Regions from separate parts of the Mus musculus genome. Here region 1 is linked to region 2. A link is a contact called in public HiChIP or PLAC-seq data. All regions are on one chromosome and are shown on one strand. Each heading gives the region's core, a stretch centred on a gene start, on an enhancer-like site or on the middle of the called end of the contact. The rest is flanking DNA. Distances are from core to core; before and after follow the strand shown.

The links. HiChIP or PLAC-seq counts read pairs in DNA pulled down with a chosen protein or histone mark.
Region 1: an H3K4me3 HiChIP or PLAC-seq map of bone marrow-derived macrophages shows a contact between it and region 2, with 3 times the contacts expected there. The contact joins two enhancer-like sites. A contact is called at or near these places in 2 of 39 promoter capture datasets (frontonasal cranial neural crest and pre-B cells), 2 of 115 datasets of contacts at active chromatin or transcription factors (both in bone marrow-derived macrophages) and 1 of 9 other capture datasets (embryonic stem cells).

Annotation. Positions count from the first base shown.
Region 1 is chr9:59,543,215-59,547,366 of GRCm38.p6, reverse strand. All of the region lies in intron 1 of Hexa (hexosaminidase A), which reads right to left. Among named protein-coding and RNA genes, the nearest start is that of Hexa, 5.8 kb to the right of the region's middle. Within about 2 kb of position 2,421, at least 85 of the 459 cell types and tissues checked have an H3K27ac peak or open chromatin away from gene starts, as enhancers often do. A contact at or near this core is called in bone marrow-derived macrophages, where this site is marked.
Region 2 is chr9:58,629,192-58,633,198 of GRCm38.p6, reverse strand. The region is part of intron 4 of Nptn (neuroplastin); the gene reads right to left. Among named protein-coding and RNA genes, the nearest start is that of Nptn, 49 kb to the right of the region's middle. Within about 2 kb of position 2,553, at least 9 of the 459 cell types and tissues checked have an H3K27ac peak or open chromatin away from gene starts, as enhancers often do. A contact at or near this core is called in bone marrow-derived macrophages, where this site is marked.

The DNA of each region.
Region 1 (4,152 bases), core at 1,172-3,671, 910 kb before region 2:
GCCCTGTAGGCTCTGGCATTCTAAACTGACAGGGTCTGTTCTATGAGCACTGTTCTCCCTCACCCTCCTGTCCACTCATCACACTCTGGCCTCCCACTAAGACACATGGAGCACTCAGTGTGCGTCACCAACTGATCTCAGTGCTGGGGCAGTTAAAGGAACAGCCTGCCCTGGTCCCTGCCTTGAGGAGCTCACAGTGTAGTGGGAGAGACATGCGATTCCTAAGCCCTGTGCTGAGCTAAGACAGACACAGCACAACTGCCTCGCGAGAGGTCAGAAGGCTTAGTATCAGAAAAGCCTCCTGCGTATGATCTGGAAGTATGGCCTGTGTTCGCAGAGAGGCCTTCTGCAACATGGAACTTATGCGGGTGGGACGAGGGTGGGCAGGGCCACTCCATACAACTTTTGCTTTTACATTTATTTTTAGGTACGTGAGCATTTTGCTTGCATGTATGTCTGTGTGTCATGTGCATGCTTGGTACACATGGACGTTAGAGGAGGGTGTTAGGTTCCCTGGAAGTGGAGTCACAGACTGTGAATAGCCACAATGGAGGTGCTGGGAACTGAACCTGGGGCGGCTGCAAGAGCAAGGAGCCATCTCTCCAGCCTCCTATCCAACAGCTGTCTCAGAAGCCGACTGCCCTGAGCCAGGAACTTCCTTGATGTTGATCTCCACCAGGCTGACCCAAGAAACTTCACCTTCCAGACGGGACTAACACTCCAGAGGTGCACACCCACCCTATGAAGAAACCAATGCTCAGGAGCACTTTCCCGCAGCCCAGTATTTGTGGTAAAAATCAGATTTTCCATTTTTCTGCATGCATTAAAAATCTGACCTGTCCCTTTCAATGTCATCACGACCAGAAAAAGAACATCTCCCCCAAATTCTTGATCCCAGGAGAGAACTTTAGCCAACAAACTCTTCTGGTGTGCCTGAGAACAGCAACAATGTACTCATATACATTAAATAAATCTTTAAAAACAATGGCCATTCAAACAAAAGCATTTCCACATTAACAACTAATTCTAAGCATTGTTCAATCACTAGCCATATTCTTTGTATGCTATTTAGTAATTTTTCAGTGTACCACCATGCCTGGCTAGTTGCTTTTCCTTTTCTTTCTGTCTGTCTATCTGTCTTTCTTTTTTTTAAGATTATTTATTTACTTCATGTATGTGAGTACACTGTTGCTGTCTTCAGACACACCAGAAGATGGCATCGGATCCTGTTACAGATGGTTGTGAGCCACCATGTGGTTTCTGGGAATTGAACTCAGGACCTCTGGAAGAGCATCAGTGCTTTTAAACCTCTGAGCCATCTCGCCAGTCCTAGTTAATTTTCTTTTATTGCTTTATGAAGCTGTTTAGATTTTCAGCCTTGCCTGCTTTATTTGAGTCTAGTGCTCTTTCTACCACGGATGGAATCCCAAGGAATTAGCCTTATCTTTTTAAGATGCAAATATTTGGCCTATCTTGTCCACTTTTTCTTTTTATGTTGTTTTTCAGGGGCTGATGTTTTCAAACAAGGTATCTCATGTTATCCTAGACTGGCTTCAGACTTGGGTAATTTTCCTGTCTCAGCCTCCTAAATGTGGGACTACAGATACAAGTCACATGTCCTCTTGATCTTTAATTTTACAATTTCTTTTTTTTTCTTTTCTTTTCTTTTCTTTTCTTTTTTTTTTTTTTTTTTTTTGGTTTTTCGAGACAGGGTTTCTCTGTGTAGCCCTGGCTTTCCTGGAACTCACTTTGTAGACCAGGCTGGCTTCGAACTCAAAAATCCACCTGCCTCTGCCTCCCAAGTGCTGGGATTAAAGGTGTGCGCCACCACCGCCTGGCTAATTTTACAATTTTTTAGTTTTCATATAGCAAATATAATAGTTTTTTCTTTATTTTTTTCCCTATTGCTTAGAAAGGCTTAGAATTGCAAATTCCCTTTAATGCTTTTATCTTAGATTTTGGTCTTTAGATATTTACTCTATCTGGAATTTATATATGGCAACAGGTAGCGTTTACTTTTTCCAATGGACAACTAGTTATCCTTATATATTTATTGATGGATCATCTCGTCACTCTGGACTGGAAAAACAGTCGTTAGCAATATGCTAAGTCGCCACATCATACACTCTTGAGCACACATTAAGATCCAACATTAGGTATTGCTGGTCTATCTCCCCGGCAATGTCATGGTCAAACAATCATAAAAGCCCCTCTGGCCCTTTCATGCTACACTCCCTTCCTATAAGGCGCTCCTCTCCATGACCCACCCGCACTACACATCAGCCACCTCTGCACATCCTTTCATGGCTACTTAACGCCTGATACCACCAGCTCTTTTCACTTCCTCCTTAACTGTAGCCCTGTTCTTTCCAGAAGAATGCTACTTCCCCTACATGGAGCTCTGAGAGGAAGCGGCTCTCAGGCTGGAGTTGAGACTTGGTGCTGCTTCTGATATCTCCCCAGCTGACCCATGCTTGCCTTCTGTGACTCAGGCCATCTAGCTGTGGAATCTTGAGTCTCTCCTACCACAGCACCCTGTCATTTCCTAGGCACGTTGGTATTTATTCCTTGTGCCCTGGAGTCTTGTGGCTGTCAGATGATCTGGACACTCAGAGGAGGAACCCACCCACATTCTGACTTAGTACTTTCCCAGTAATATCAGTAATCTCCTCCTCCTCCTCCTCCTCCTCCTCCTCCTCCTCCAACAGTTTCCAGCCATTGGGAGCCACTGGGACTTAAGAGTCCTGCTGAACCTCCTGTCTCTGGAAACTCATCTCCCATGCTAACCGTGCAACTGGCTGTCTGCTACGATTCTGTGTACTAGACACACCCACAATCAGACTTACAATCAATCAGGCTCATAGGTCTCTTGGTCAATTCTTTCTCTTTCCACTCCTTAGCACCTTCCCTTTTCCTCCTCTATCTTTGTGCATTGGCAGCGGCCCATGAGAACAAATTGCTCATACTGCTAAGTGGCAACTATGGGAGTCATCTTCAGTGCCCCACCCCTACCCACCCTAACTCTAGACTTCCAAGCACATCATACCTGAAACCCCTGTCTGGGCAGTCCAGAGAGCCTATGTCCCTGCAGCCACCACGGCTGCAACCAGTCCAGCTACTGTCATTACTAACCACCACAAAACTGCCATCCCTGCTTCTAAGTATCATTACCACAGATGGCCCCAGACCGCCAACTTGGCTGAATGCTACCTGTGTAATATACTTGCTGGCCTTCCTAATGCTCCTGCTTACTAGTGCTCACTAGGTGACTTAATGACTCTTTTCAGAACTTGCTGTCCCACCTGAGATCTGTGCAAATCAACTACAATGACCTTGAGTGTCTTGAATGAGGCTTAAAAGGCTTCTTTCCCAGGGGCCTTTACCACAAAATGTTCTCCAAGGTCTAAGGAAAGCTTTCCAAATGTACCTTCCCCACATCCTTACACTTGGGTCATGCCCTCCTCTTCTGCATTCATCAAATACCACAGGAAAAAAATTACACCTTATTGTATGTGTTTATCCTCATTTTCAGGAACTGTAATATTTTTCACACAGCTGGCCTCAAATTTACTATGTAGCTGAGGAAGACCTTGAACTTGAGATCCTGCTGCCTCCACTTACATGCGCTGCACACCCACTACGTGCACACAAGCCCAGGGCTTTCTGCATGCTCAGAAAGCACTCTCCTATCTCAGCTACATCCCCAGACGGTAACTGTAAATTACTTAGGGATGAGAGCAGTTTGATTAATATAGTCTTTGAACTTATCACTATTAACTAATTATAGTTGATTAATAAGCACTGATTGTAGTAAAGATGGAGGCAATGAGGGAGGCTAGAAATACTTTTGGGAAGTGATAAATGCAGCAGAGAAATAACACTCATTGACAGAATGGAAATGAAAAGGAGTCAGATGTTAGACGTTTCTATTTGAAGTCACTAACACTAAGATATGATCAGAGCTTAATTTTCCCTGAGGCTAATAGTCTTCCAAATGACTAATTGTCCTGACAAAAATCTTCATGAGCACTGTAAGGTGGCCATGAACAGAGGAAATCTTGATAGACAGACAGATCTAGATGGAACCCCCTACCAGAGCCTGGAGCTGTGTAACAGAAACAGTCATTATGCCTTCAAGTCTCAGTTCTGCAG
Region 2 (4,007 bases), core at 1,304-3,803:
ATGGTGGTACACTCCTTTAATCCCAGGAGACAGGCATGCTGATCTCTGTTTAAGGTCAATCTACAGAGCAAGATCCAGGATAGCCAAGTTTAGGCAGTGAAGGATTTGGAAAAACATAAAGCCAGTGAAAATGTAATAGCACAAGCAGGTCATGTTATGCAACAGAACTCCGCAGCTTCCGCCACCTGGCTCTGGCTCTAGAGTTGAGAATGGAAGGAACTACTGGGACAATTGATGCTGGTTAGGTGGAGCTAAAAAATTAGCAGTGGTTAAGAAGAGACCAGCATCACTGAGGTGAAATCTTCTGGGAAGTGTTTTCTGGGAGCACAAAGAAGTTGCATTCCAGAGATAGCCAAGGTTGTACCTCGTGCTGCAGCTGGACTTGGTAATGTATAAGAGTCACCCAGGTGGTACTGGTTTTGAAGGCATGAAGGTGTCATGAAGAACAGCTGAGGCTTGACACTGTGAGAAGTCATGGAAGGCCATTGGTGAAGGTGTAGCCTCAGCTGTAGTTGATGGCTCAGGACTGAAGGGGTCATGCAAAGGATTTGAGGCTTGGCACCATGAAAAGAGCCTATGAGAGGCTATTGGTGAAGCCTAGTTGGAGTGGAACACCCCAGTGTATTGGAGATGTCAGTACCAAGAGGTGATCACCAAGAACAGCAGCCGCAGAACTAACTATAAAGGAACCTTTAAAATTACTGTCTTAATTTTACTTTATCTGGCACTAAAGGAAACTAGGGCCCAGAGGTGAAAAATGGACTAGTTAAGCTTGTGGTAAACTTACTGACAGGACAAGATTAGAATCCATTTTCTCTAACTCTTCAAAAGCCTTTCACTTATCCTGTGCTGAACACAGCAGCATGGTGCCAGAGTGCCTAGGTGACAATCTGGCCCCAACAGTTAACTCAGCCACACTAGGTCAGTCGTTTAATCCCACAAAACCTCCATTTTCTCACCTGACTAGTAGATGATATAATAATAATAAATAATAACAACAACAACAACTCCATACACTTGTGAAGACTAAAGAAGAGGAGAGAAACAAATGCTGCCTGGTATACACTAAGTATACAGTATTAGCTTTTCTTATTATGAAAGGTCAGCAGCATCCTGACCTGGAGCAGGAATAGTTATTTGAGCTGAAGATGATGACCATTAATGCTCCAGAGATACTATGATTATGTTTTCAAAGAGTTCTCATATAGACATAATTTGAAGTTCAAACCAGCTTTTGCATAAGATGGAGCCTAAAGGATGCTTCTGGGTAGCCTCCTGAATGAATGACATGAAATGCTGCTTTTGTTCAAGGTGCTATACAGATAAATGTGAGATGATATTACTTTCAATAATGACACCTCACAGTATCTTGTCCAGCTACAAGCAGGGGATGTTCTTCCAGAAATCCTAGGACTCCGTCCTAAAAAATATTCACATGTAAGGAAAGTTAAATAGGAAAGAGAGAACAACAGCAGTTTAAAAAAGGAAGGCAGGTCAAAAAAAGAAAAGGGCAAAGGATTGAAAAACTGTATGAAGAAAATATTTCAACATCTATTAGAGTATCAATGAGTCCTCTATATGCACAGTTCCTGGAAGCCACAGTCTCTACAGTAAAGAAGCTAGAGAAATGTGCTTGACTCTGAATTAGCTTGGCAGATCCCAGGAAAGTCTTCAGGACATTATCACAACTCTTTCCCCTCTCCTGGCCAGTCTTGTTCTTTCTTCCATCCCCACAAATGCTAAAGTTGTTTGTGAAATACTTAAGCAACTTGTGTATGTGGATGGGATTCTGAGGCAGAGGGAATCACAAAGCCAGTATGGGCTACAGATCCTACAAGAGGAGGATGAGGAAAACAAATATTACTTTGGGGGATTCGTATGTATGTGTGTAATCTATGCATGAGTGTGTATGTCCACATAAGCATGTGTGGAGGTCAGAGGCCAACACTGAGTCTTGTCTTCTATAACTTCACTTTTTGAGGCAGGATGTGTCTTACTAAACTAAACCTAGAGCTCACGGACTGGCTAGAATTGGCAGCTCCAAGCCACAGGATCTTCTGTCTCCATCTCCCATTGTTAGGGTTACAGGCCCACACTATCACACCCAGCTTTTTATGTGGGTACAAGGGTTCCAAATTCAGGTCCTCATGATTATGCAGCAAGCACTTTACCCACTGAAGCTATCTTTCAGCCCCAAGCTATCAAAATTCCTAAGAAGTTTTAGCTTTTGTATTCTCTCCTATAACATAGTGTGTAATAGCTTGAGTCTTTAAGATTGTTGGTACTTTAACACTAAACTTTTTGTATGTTGAGTTCAAAAAGCTTTGAATAAACCCATGGAGTTTAGAAAAAATGGAGTGTAGAAAAAAAATCTATAGACTAGAATGAAAAAGGTACGGTCATTCAAACACATGTCCTTTATTGTGAAGAAAAAGAACTGACTGTAGAATTCAGTGAACAAACAGTTAAAAATTTCATGTTCCAAAGAGCTGGTTCAGTTAAATCTATACATAAAGAGGAACCTCAGAGATTACATCAGCAAAGAGGTCATTTATATTTCCCCAAATCTTGAATTTTTCAAGTATAACAACCTCTTACTGTTCTGCAGATTTCACATCTCTAAAGCTATAAAATGGCCTCTAACTCTACCCCAGAGGCACTGCCACCGTGGTTTAGAGTTAAAACACACTCCCTTCTAAATTTGAGTCAGTTTTCACACCCAATCACAATTGGAAGCTAGCTTAGAAAATGATCCTGGGTTGGGTTTAGTCAAAGCTTTTTGAACTTAACATACAAAATGTTCAATGTTTCTAATCTTAAACAAACTAAACTATCAACAATCTTGAAGACTCAAGATATTACACACTCTGTTTTCTATCCACATGCTTCGGGAGAGAATGAAAAAGCTAAAACCCCTTGGGAATTTTGATAAACTGTGTATCATACATTTATTTGGCCAATATAATCACAGACAACACCTCAGAGTTTCACATATCAGAAATTTCTCAGTCTTTTAAACCAGGATACCACTATTTGTTCCTGTTTTCCTAACAGGGTTATAAATACAGTAAAAGGTTAACAGTGCAGTCAACAACTTGAACATGAAAGCACATGAAGAACGTGTGTGCTACAAGTGTACAGTGTGTGCATGCAAGTGGAGGTTATAAGTCAATGTTTGGCGTCTTCCCTAATTGTTCACATAATTTTTTAAGACAGGATCAAAGCCCAGGGATCCTCCTGCCTCTGTCTCTGTCTGTCTCTGGAGAGCTGTAACTGCCCGGGGAATGTGAGTTCTGGGGAGTCACACTTGGATCCTCATGCTTTCATAGCAAACACTTACTTTACTGAGCCACTCCCCAAAATATACAAATTGTAACTTCTGTCTTAAAATACTAAGCCAGCAGCCCTCTCTGTTTTGCCCCTCCTCACTACTGCTTTACATCTGCCACAGAAATATAAAGTATACCCCTGGGACTGTTAAATCCCACCCTCTTTAAACAACAAAACAACAAACAAAGCTTTAGTTACTATAAGTTGCTACTGGGAGCCTGGTGAGCATGTGGAGGTCAGAGAATAACCAGAGCTAGTGCACTTTCTAACTTTATCTGGGTTTTAGGGGTTGAAACAGGTCACCAGCTTTGCACAGCAAGCACTTTTAACAACTTAGTCATCTCATCAGCCCTGAACCCTACATCTAAGCCAGCTAAACAAAGGAAAAAAACTTTTTTTGCACTTTAAGTGCTGCTTATAAATCACAATTGCCAAAACCATTAAGATGGCAGTTATTCAGTACCTGCAATTTTATTTAATTATTCAAATAAGTAAACAAGCAAACTTATCCTGTCCCATACTACTTAGGACTGTACCAAGAGCTCAGCAGGAATGACACAGGGCTTCAACTAAGGAGTCAAAGTTTCCTCACACAACTCAGCTCACTACTTACAGTTGGGAAGGTCCACTACTGACATAGAGAAAGACGTCTTCCAACACTTTTCATCCTCATGTTA